Regions from separate parts of the Sus scrofa genome. Here region 1 is linked to region 2. Evidence: chromatin contacts called from public Hi-C data. All regions are on one chromosome and are shown on one strand. The core of a region is the stretch at or near the end of the contact, and the rest is flanking DNA. Distances in the headings are between cores, read along the strand shown.

Region 1 (5,808 bases), core at 2,375-4,874, 2.0 Mb before region 2:
ACAGTTGCTGATCAGGGAAGGGAGGGGATGCAGAGACAAAGGAGGAACAGTCAAGGACAGTTTAGAGCCCTTCCTTGTCCTTCTCCCTGGCTTAATTGGACCCTAAACACAATCAGCTAAAGATTAGCCACCCTGAACACAATTGCCTCTGGGTTAAAGATTATCAGCACATGTTGTTTTTCAGGAACTTTCCTGGTTTGTTCTAATCTCTGATCAATACGCCCTTTTCACAAGTACTGTGATTCTAGGCAATAACCCAGATGGCCACCATCATGATCACACCTGGATCTCCTGACTCCAGCCTTGATGACTAAGATTCCCCCCAAAAAAGAAGAATGCATGTTTGTCCCAATCCTTATTCCTTTCCAAAAAACCTGTTTTTCTCTTTTTTACTATAACACTCCCTGCAGTTCTTTCCAGTTGGGGGCACAGTCCCTAAGGCATTAGCCTGCTGTGACACCGCCCCCCCACCTTTGCCTGGCAAAGCAATAAAGCTATTTTTTTTCCTCCTCTACCCCACACTCTGTTTCTGTGTTTCATTTTGGCACCAGCAGACAGGCTGAATTTTTGGGGGGCATAACTGATAACACACAAACCAAAGATAATGTCAATATACATATCAGATATTCAAGTGTTTTTGGTTTCCTTAGTGATATATACTTTTCCATGAACAATGTATCTGACCAGTAAGTATACAGACAAAAAAGTAATGAGTTAGAAAATAATATGTAGTAGTTGGTTATCTGCACAGTCTCAATTGACATTATGAGAAAGATCTACACCAAACATCCCCCCAGTCTGCAAAGAACCGCAGCTGTTACTGATGACACATATTCCAAATATTCCCACATGTTTCTACCATGTGGCCTGAAACATAGAAGATGCTCAATAAATGGTTTTTGAGTTAAAGAAGAACTTGTGATGTTTTGAAAAGATCTTTATAATAACAAAATGATAAATTCTTCGAAGAGTTAAATGGCAAAAAATTTTCACCTTCATAATATATTATCAGCTATTCCTTGCACACCAATGCCTTTCTTCTCCCGTGTCTAAAGTATGATTTCTGATGATATTTTAGAGAAAAAAGATTAAAAGGTACAATGGTTCAATTCTTGGTAGTTCCTAGATGGAATGTTTAATGAATTGTCCCCTTCTGATGTGTTTTCTAGTGAATTTATTTGGAGGCAGTAAATCAAATGTAGGGGATTGTTTTATTCTTCTTTCTAATTTGAATTTTGAAACTTTACATTAATTTATAGTTCCTAAAGAAATTGGCAAGATAGCTGGGCTCTTGTGGAATTATTTGGGGGCAACTTCAATTTTAGGCCAATTACAATGGTTGTACCTAGAGCAAATTGATTTTAAGAGAAAGGACTAGTTTTATATATAGTTAAAAAGGGAGAATTTATAAAAGAAATAAAGAAAAGGAAACAAGAAAATGACTAGAAGTACTCCATCTTACATTTGGAAAGAACCAGGTTATAGGAATTTTCTGAGCATAACTCTTTTGTTGTGTTACATCGTGATGAGAGAGGCAAACTCATTTTAAGGTGAACATTTAAACAAAATGGTAAATTGGTTTGAGATGTTTCTTTGTTAGTTAATGACTTAAACTTTTCTTTAAACTAGGAAAGAGAAGGATTAGAACGAAGAAAAGCTGACAGGTCATCTTGAACAATTATGAAAATAGGATTAAAAGTAAACTCTAAGTTTATTTTTTATTTTTTGTCTTTTCTAGACCTACAGCATATGGAGGTTCCCAGGCCAGGGGTCTAATCAGAGCTGTAGCTGCCAGCCTAGCCACAGCCACAGCAACGCCACATCTGAGCTGCATCTGTGACCTACATCACAGCTCATGGCAATGCTGGATCCTTAACCCACTGAGCAAGGCCAGGGATTGGATCTGCAATGTCATGGTTCCTAGTCGGATTCGTTAGCCACTGAGCCACGACGGGAATTCTGGTAAACTCTAAGTTTAAAAACAAATAAAATGTTTAATGAGTGTGAGTAAATCAAGGCACTCTTTGAATTAGTATTTGAGGTGTAAATTAGAGTAACTAAGAGTCACCAATTAGATGGAAAAATATCAAATTTTTAACATTTATAACATATATCATGCTAGTTTTAAAACACATTTAATTTTTCCAACGGTATTCAGAGGACCAAATTTTTATTTTAAAAAATGTTTAAAAATTGAGACAGTTTGCATATCATAAACTTTAATACTCCTGTGAAGGTCAAAGGAATTTTATAGATTACCAGGGTGTCAGTAAGCCATCCGGTGGCCTCTTACCCATAGCGTAAGACTGAAGTTCTTAGAGGTGATAAAGAAAACTAAACCTGCAGAGGGGTGGCTTCGTCACATTGCCTTGTTTTGAGTCCCGACTTGAAAAATTAAACCACTAATTTATTTGTGTTTTACCTTCAATAAATATTTGAGAATATGCTATTAAAAGGAAAATGCCTTTGCTAAACATTAAGAAGGATAAAAAAGAGAATATGACATGATTTCTAAAAGAAGTCATAAATGTAGTGACAGTTCAAGATACAAATATGACAACGGAAGTATATGACAACAACTTTCACACAATTAGTACATGTTGCGGTAAGAATTTTAGAGTTTAATGATGATGTTGGATTTGACTTTGTATAGGTAGACAGAATATGGTTGATAGTTCAAGTGGGTAGTTAAGGAGCAGAACAAACTGGGAAAATTCTGATGAGAAGAATGTTTAATTGAGCTTAGCTAGACTATAGATTTTGTTTTGTTTAGGGACTTAATGGAGATAATGATGAAAATACAGGTTGGGTCAAACTGGTGGAGGAGTTTTAATTCTTCTCTAAATTTTTTCCAGATAATCCCATTGGCAGTGGAAGAATATTCTATGATGTTTAAACTGGAAAATATCCCAGTGTGGTATTCTATGAAGATCTGGGAAGAAAGAGAAGAAAGTTGTTATTCTGTACCAGGTGTCACTGATCCAATCAATCCTTTGGTAATAGAGCTGAAGTCTCAGTTCCTATCACAAAGCTTACACCTCATCAAATAAGAGTTGTAAGTACATTTTGCAAATGGAAACTTTTGTTTGCTTGTCATTGACTTGGCCTTTGTTATTCTAACTTCTCTGACAGAACTGAGTTGACAGATCCCCAAATCCTTGCTTAAAAATCAGACTAAGTGGCACTGCCATTCCCACATTTATCCAGACAGAACTTAAGGGCATAAACCCCTCTAAGGAATGTCCAGGTACCTGCTCTGCCATCTGACCACTAGTGGGCAGGCACAGCCCTTGGATCTGAGGAAAACTTCCTATCTCAGAGGGGAATCAGGGTCAACCATTTCAGGGGCAGTTCTTTCACTGCTTAATCCAACCCGGCCGACTTAACAATATAAACTGTAGATTTACTGCCTCTGTCCCCTGAGCACTCAGCCACCACGTTCCCTCTAAAGGTAATTCCACGTGGTAATTAACTGTGAAATATTGAGTGGCCAGTGTCTGACCTGAGTGTTTGTGCCAAGCAAAAGTTTCACTTGAGCTTTTTTTTTTTTTCTTCGTTCTTTCTTTCTCTCTTTCACTGCCAGTTTGTATGTGTGTTTTTAAGTATTAACTCTCATGGAAGCACATGCCTATTTAAAATTCCCAGACGATGAGTCAGACCTGTTCAGTGAGGTTCCTGGAGAGTCACATGATGTGGTTTGATGAAACTTCACCTTATGAAAGGTTGAAGAAAATAAATCAGAAGAGCTCTTTCATATTTATATATATATACACACACACATATATACTTGATTATGTATACGTGTGTATTATACATATAATTTTGTAAAAATACACACAAAAAAGAGAGACAGAAAGACACATACATGCAGAAATTTTAAAATCCCTTTGCTTTTGCTCCTTTCCTGTTCCCTCTGTACATATTTAAAAAATCTGGTGATCCAATAGGTCATGCTTCTGTGTAACAAGAAGAAAGCAAAAGCCCTATAGCCCTGCAAGGTATGCCTGGGTTGTAGTTAAATGTCTACCCCCTGGATTAACAGTAGTGAGCCTATAAATCTTAATTCCAATGTGGTAGAGACATGGCATTGATGAAATTTAGGATTTATGAGGTGTTCCATTCATTATCCTGATAATACACTTTAGGCTTATCTGGATCTCTAAAAAAACCTCTATTTTAATCTATACTTTTCTTCAAATCAGTTTGAAGCTTCATGGTATAACTAATGTATCTTGATAGCTTGACCAATACAGTAGATGGCTTCTTGTTAATAATCTAAATCATAATAGTTTTTGAAGCATTTCAAAGCAGTTACCCTATATAATGTTTCAAAGTATAAACTAATTCTAGGAGTGATTTAGGAGTGAAAGAAAACCTTATTTGCTAATGGACCCTAGCTATAGGTGGAATTGAGTCATTCCTTATGAAGATATCTTAATTATAAAATAATAAGTATTCTAGAAAGCTCCTGCCTCAAGATGAGTGTTGGCAGAGAGCAAGAAGGCAGAGTTCCTTCCAAAGAAAAGGTTCTCTTCAAAATATTGGGTGCACACAACACTTTAAAGAGTGTCTTCGTGTTTTAAGAAATCACAGAGGATATAACACCAACTAAATTGGCAACACTGATTCATTCATTTCATGAACATTGATTGAGAGCCTACTATGTGTCAGACACAGATAGCTGTTAGAGAATCAAAGAAAAGTATATTATAATTTCACTCACAAGCACTCCTAGTTTGAGGGATGAGAATTGCATAAGCAAATAGTTATAAGTTCTGGAATGTGGAAAGTACTATGAAAACACAGGTGCAGAAATGACTAACTTTGTCTAACAGAATTTGATAAAACTTCACTGAGGAGGTGATACTTAAGCCAGATCTTTAGAGATAAGTAGGAAATGAGTTGCTGAAAAATCAGTAAGGCAGAGATTAAAAAAAAAAAAAAAAAAACAGTATGAGAGTTGGAAAGGGGCAGCTGAAAGAGAAAGGCTAATCAAAGACATCATTTATCACTGGCCAGAGCAGGCTTGTGTTAGGGAGGCTTGAGCATGCCATTCATCGACACCTTTATTCTGAGCCAATCCAGAAGCTCGCCATGTTCCAGAGGAGGGTTTATAACCAGGAAGAGGAAGCCAGTAGTAATATAGGCTCTCTTTCATTTGGTTATTCATTCTCTGCCTCTGTCTCTAAGTCCTTCTTTCCCTCTCTCTCAGGCTGATTGTCTCATTTATAGGTCTGAAAATGTTCTTTTGAAGATTGGCATCACTTTCCATTAGATTCTACAATTGACTTATCACCATGTCTAGTTACAGACCAGACTTACTGCTACTGCTGTATCTAAAATCCCTGAATTCCCGGAGGGAAAAATCTTAGCTGACTAATTGATCCATTGCACCATGGTCAGGACTAGAACCACCATCTACATACATGAGTCCTGGAAACAGACCTCTGTGGAATGGGGAGGATATTCCCAGGATGGGCAGGCTATGGGTTGAGCATCACCCCAAGAGTTATCAACTGCATGTGATAATTCTACTTTAGATGCACCTAAGGGATTTGGGGATATAGTATGTCACTGTTACCTTTCACGTAAGGCCTATTTATATTTGCTGAGGTCATTTTCTATAACTTTTACTTCTTTTTGTAACTACTTTTAGGGCGCTTGGAGAAAAATTAAAAGGATGCTGGCATGTCCAGAAAGGTGGATTTTTAAAATGAACAGAATGATAATGGTGGGCTGGGTCATAAAACTTGAGTCAAAGTGAATATTTGTGATTATTTCTTCCTTATTCCCCTATGGTCACTACCT
Region 2 (5,818 bases), core at 3,195-5,694:
TACGATGACTACAGGCACCTCGTACTGGCTGTAAATCTCCACTGCTCAGTTCTGAGGGCTGGTACAGCAGCCGTCAGTACTGACTGCTACACTACGTGGCTCACTTCAATACCTACAGTTCATGAGGAACAGCCTTCAAAATGAGGATTAATGCAACCTGTGCTAAAGTAAGAATTTAATACCATGCACAGAATTTTTCTTCAAATTTTCACCCAAACGCTAACCAAAGGAATTACATTTGATTTGCCCCAAACATTAGTTTAACACCTTTCAAGTCTTAAAAAAGGATGAATGTTTCCGAAGAATGGAGGGCGTCATCTCTGGGTCCCCAGAGCATGTAGCTCAGTATCTTCTACGTAGTAAGTATACACTCAAAAGGCCCTTCGAAAACGACCGCTTATGGCGTTACCGTCGTGGCGCAGTGGAAACAAATCCAACCAGGAACCATGAGGTTGTGGGTTCTATTCCTGGCATTGCTCAGTGGGTTAGGGATCTGGCGTTGCCATGAATTGTGGTGTAGGTCGCAGATGCCGCTCGGATTTGACGTTGCTATGGCTGTGGTGTAGGCTGGCAGCTGTAGCTCCGATTGAAGCCCTAAGCTGGGAACTTCCATATGCCACAGGTGCAGCCCTAAAAACCAAAAAAAAAAAAAAAAAAAAAAAGAAGAAGAAGAAGAAAATGACCACTTATGAAATTCAAAGAACTGGTAGACTTCTCACTAAGCCAAAATAGGCAACATATCTTATGAGTCAGTATGTGGAAAAAATACCCCTTTACTGAAGAATTGTATATTTAAAGCAATCTCCACCAGAGAGAAGGTACATAGTATCTTTGTTAAAACATAAATGTGAGACAGCCATTTTTATGGAAGTCTGACTTTGAAAAGCAAGTGTGTATTATCACAACCCCACCCCAGGTTTCCACAACATCTAGGGTCCCAAGTTAGGGGGAAGCGGGGAGATGACCTGCTATATAACTGTGGTGGCTGAGAGAGAGGATGAGCTGAGAAAACATCTGGGCTTCTCTTGGAAAAATTAATAACGTATTTCGAGATGAAAACAGCAAAAGGTAGAAAAAGTATCAGTGAGAGCAACCTAACCATGAGTTGATGGAGAAACACCAGGGCTCCAACTTAGTGATAAAAGGGGAAAATACTATCAGAATGCTTTAAACCCACAGCTAGGGAAGGTGACAGCCATAAACAGTCTACAAGATAACATGGAGAGGGGAGTCAGACAATAAAAAATAAAGGAACTTCAGCTTTAAAGATCAAACAGGAGTAAAAAATAATCACTCCATAAATGACAAGGGGGTGGAAGTAACAGTGAGAGGAAGAAACGTGAGCCTGCCTGGACCAGGAGTGGCAACAACAGTGCTTCCTTAACGCAGAAATGGATGCGTTCTGAGACCCTCCAATTTCACAAGCATCAAAAATGAAAAGGATAGGTGGGAACTTCTGATGGGTTCACTCACTAACCAAATGACCAGCTAATTCCTACAACTCTGTAAAACTGATATTACTCTCATAACAAACTACCAAATGTCATGGACTTTCTGGGTGCTTGCAAGTAAATGAAACCCCAAATGCTAAATTCACAAATGTCAAGGACCTGGTGCAGGTGTGTCCGATCTTTCTGAGTGTAAGAAACCCATGTGGTGGTAAAATACTTTTAACTGCCAATGACTAAGAAAACACACACATACACTCAGAGACCTTCACTGCAACAAAAGGCGGGGGGGCCCTCTGACCCCCAGGAGCTATGGACAACTAACTGAGAAGCATCAATCCACTGCATGCACAGGCTTGAAGAACCACTACTTCATGAATTACACAAGCCTTAAAATTAAGTTCCAATCATTACATCTTTTTAGATATTATCAATCCTTACAGACCTCAAAACTCACCCAGCACCATCACCAGGATCAAGGAAAACTAAGGAGTGTGTGGTCAGGTACAGGGGGCCGTGGCATACAGTGTAATGATTAAGAGAAACAAGGGTTCTGAAACCGGCCTGCTGGGTAAGTAGACCAGCTCCAATCCAGTTTTTTGGGTTTTTTTTTGCTTTTAAGGGCCGCACCTGTGGCATATGGGTCGAATCAGAGCTACGGCTGCTGCCCTACACCACAGCCACAGCAACTTGGGATTTGAGGCACATCTGTGACCTACACCACAGCTCACGACAATGCCAGATCCTCAACCCAGTAGCAAGGCCAGGGATTGAACCCGCATCTTCATGGTTCCTAGTCAGCTTCATTTCCGCTGTACCACAATGGGAACTCCTGGTCCAGTCTTTTAAACTCTCAAGGCCTCCACAGCCTCATATATGAAACAGAAATTAAAAGAAAAACGTTGCACTTTGTAGATTTGTGAGACTACATACAAAGCAGTCAGCACAGTGTCTGGCACACATCAAGTATTATGTAAGTGCAAGCAAAACAAAACCTACACATAAACACCCAAAGCTGGACCGATAAAATTCTGAACACAAAGAAGGGCGTCATATTATTATAAGCATCTCTGAAAAGCCTTAACACAACAACTTTTCATATACACAGAGGCTATTCCTACAGCCATGTAGGGAAGTGTAAACTGAGCTACTCTACTGCTTTCCTCCCCAGCCAATGCCACGCTTCCACTGCCCTTTCACACTCTTCCTGCTCGGTCCTGAAGAAAACAATTAAAATTTTACAACACAAGACAGTTTCTTCTGGCAAACATCAAATCCTTCACTGGATATCAAGACTTCCACCAAAAAGGTCTGCCACAGAGAATTAAACAGACGCATGAGTACAGAATGCAACTAAATGAGATAATGCATGCAAAGCACTTGCCATAGGGGCTGGTACTCCATAAATGTGAGTTGCTGTCATTAATTCTATTTTAACAATATGCCTAAAAAAGTATTAGGAAATCTCTCAGCTTTAAGGTTAAAAAAAAAAAAATTGTATTTGGTTGCTAGTATACACATGTTGCTGCCAGAAGCAAATGGAATTTATACATGCAACAATATGAAGGAATCTCAGAAAGAGTATTGTGAGTAAAAGAAGGCAGACACTAAAGGGTAAAGACCATATGATTTTGTTTAAAGGATTCTCAAGAACAACCAGGGAACAGTATCAGAAACTGGCTGCTACAGAATTCCTGTTGTGGCTCAGTGGTTACCAAACCCAACTAGCATCCATGAGGACTCAGTGTGATCCCTGGCCTCGCTCAACGGGTTAAGGATCCAGCGCTGCCATGAGCTGTGGCACAGACCGCAGACACGGCTCGGACCTGGCGTTGCTGTGGCTCTAGCGTAGGCCAGCAGCTGCAGCTCCAAGTGGACCCTAGCCTGGGGAACCTCCATATGCCACGGGTGCAGCCCTTAAAAAAAAAAAAAAAAAAAAGGAAAGAAAGAAACTGGCTGCTACAGAGGGGAAGAGAAAGGAAGGCCAGAGTGGAAAGAGGCACAACAAACTCTGCCGAGGTGATGGAAGTCTCCTCCGTCTTCTTTGGGAGGTGGCACACAGCTGTACAAAATAGGACAACATTCACTGAACTGAACACTTAAGATCTGAACATTTTACTGAATATAAATCATACCTGAATTCTTAACTTAAAGAAAATACTGAAGCTCTCACTACGGCACAATGGGGTCGGCAGCATCTTGGGAGCACTAGGACACAGGTTCAATCCTTGGCCTGGCACAGTGGGTTAATGGGTCTGGCATTGCCACAGCTGCAGCTTAGGTTGCAGCTACGGCTCAGATCTGATCCCTGACCTAGGAACTCCACATGCCGAGGGGCAGCCGAAAATAAATAAATAAATAAATAAATAGCAAATACCTCTGCATTTACTCTTAATAATACAAAGTAGAGATGTTATATACCTAGGTGACTTAGGGTAGGGAAGATGAATAATAACTGCCTGAGAAATTTGGGATCTAAAACTTACAAGAGTTATATGGTCCAAGGAGGACAAATATATATATTTATTCTTTTTATTCAAGACAACTCCTATTTACATCTACCTCACCCATCTCCTACTGTCTCCCTCAGTTCTGATCACTGGCTCATTCTTCCACTCATCTCAGAGTCTGTGGTCTCTGCTTACACCACGATACTAACAGAGTTAACAAAAAGAAAAAGCTATGAATACTCAAGCAAAACAGCAATGTTTTTATTAAACAGACCAGCAGCTGCGTGAGCAGAGACTTGTAAGTGCATCTGTTCTACAAGATTTTATGTTTAATTCAATTTGCTCAAATCAGAACAGCAAGGCCCTGTAACTATGGGCTGGACAAGGAAATAGTTTTGCTAAACAGAATCCTACATTCAAATGGTATTTGTTAGAAAAGAATTGTACCTATTCATTCATTCACCCATTTATGCAACAAGCACTTACTGAGCACCTATTCCATCCCAGGCATTGTGCACGGTGCTGGGAACACAAAGATGAAGCACAGCCTGGCAGAGGTGACAGACATCTGAACAGATGGTTATAATAATACACTGGCAGGTTCACAGGCCTGGGGTGGTTCTAGGAAAGCACAGAGGAGGAGACGATTTCCTTTGAAGGCTGGATCTTTTCTGGAGTAAACAGGCAGAAAGGGAGAATGAAAAATAGACTCCCATCTAATCTCCACTCCGTATGTCAGGGAGCTTCAGCTGTACCAGTAATGTTTTATGTCTACATCTCAGTAGGGAGGCTATGGCTGTCCTGTATCTTCTTCTTTTAGTCTTTTTCTCTGTTATTTCATAATAAAACACTGTAATGCAAGTAATTCACAAGTAATTCTTGTAAACTCTGAAAACTTTCTCCCACAAGACAGTTGCCACGGTTGGCTAGTCAGAAGTGAAAGTAAAGGAGGAAAAGAGGTGGGCTTAGGAGTTCTCTTGTGATTGGCTGTGTGCAAAGGCCTGGAAAGGCACCAGGGGCGTGGAGAACATATTCCAGCTTCATTTTACATATCCACAGCGAAAAAAATATGGGAGTATATACCTTTCCCATAGAGAGAAAACAGCTTATACCAAACAACAAACTCCATTCATTCCGATCTCTATTCTCTCAGCAAATGTTTACTGAACACTTGCTCCATGGCTCATTCCTCCAGAGAAAAGAAAGTGCCTGCCACCGAACAGGAGGGGTGAGTCAGGTGAGCCAAACCTCCGGAGGAAGGGGGGACACTCTATAGGAAGGGCTAGCAAAGATGCAGCATGGGGCATGTGACAGGGGACATGGGCAAAGAGCAAGCACCAAGCCTTACCCCATTTACCATCTTCATGGGTCACAATGACAAACTGGGAATTTTGCAAAAATGTCTGGCCAAGAAATAAATAAATAAATATATACATATTTTGTATATATACACACATATCCATACATACACACACACACACAGATATTTGTTTGTTTGTTTGTTTGTTTGTTTTGGCTGCCCCATGGCATATGGAGCTCTCAGGCCAGGGATCAGATCCTAGGCAGAGTGGCAACCTAAGCAGCAGGGGCAGCAACACCAGATTCCTAACCCACAGTGCCAGGCCGGGGATCAAACCTACGTCCCAGGGTTCCCAAGATGCCGCTGATCCCCTTGGTGCCACAGTGGGAGCTCCTAAAATACATTTTAAATTTTTTGATTTATTAAAAAAAAAAGGATGTCCTGTACTCCCTAATACCTGCTATCAAAGGCTATAAAATCTTCAATAATGATGCAATACCCACTGTCCTCCCCTTCCATTAACAAGTGATGATTACATTATCTCACCAGTTCCTCCTAACAGAAAAAAAAAAAAAAAAACATGAGAAAATTCTGGACACACTTAGAAGTTCGAGGTGCCA

Evidence for each region. Hi-C and Micro-C count contacts between places; a contact is called where the count stands out from the background.
Region 1: a contact with region 2 is called in a Hi-C map of omental adipose tissue, with 1.7 times the contacts expected there. The contact joins two enhancer-like sites. A contact is called at or near these places in 8 of 47 Hi-C or Micro-C datasets (embryonic fibroblasts, epiblast stem cells, fetal skeletal muscle and 5 more).

Annotation. Positions count from the first base shown.
Region 1 is chr7:17,947,952-17,953,759 of Sscrofa11.1, reverse strand. All of the region lies in intron 3 of LOC106504342 (a long non-coding RNA gene), which reads right to left. Among named protein-coding and RNA genes, the nearest start is that of HDGFL1, 260 kb to the right of the region's middle. Within about 2 kb of position 3,624, at least 24 of the 83 cell types and tissues checked have an H3K27ac peak or open chromatin away from gene starts, as enhancers often do. A contact at or near this core is called in omental adipose tissue, skeletal muscle and subcutaneous adipose tissue, where this site is marked.
Region 2 is chr7:15,949,832-15,955,649 of Sscrofa11.1, reverse strand. All of the region lies in intron 4 of CDKAL1 (threonylcarbamoyladenosine tRNA methylthiotransferase), which reads right to left. Among named protein-coding and RNA genes, the nearest start is that of CDKAL1, 42 kb to the right of the region's middle. Within about 2 kb of position 4,444, at least 42 of the 83 cell types and tissues checked have an H3K27ac peak or open chromatin away from gene starts, as enhancers often do. A contact at or near this core is called in omental adipose tissue, skeletal muscle and subcutaneous adipose tissue, where this site is marked.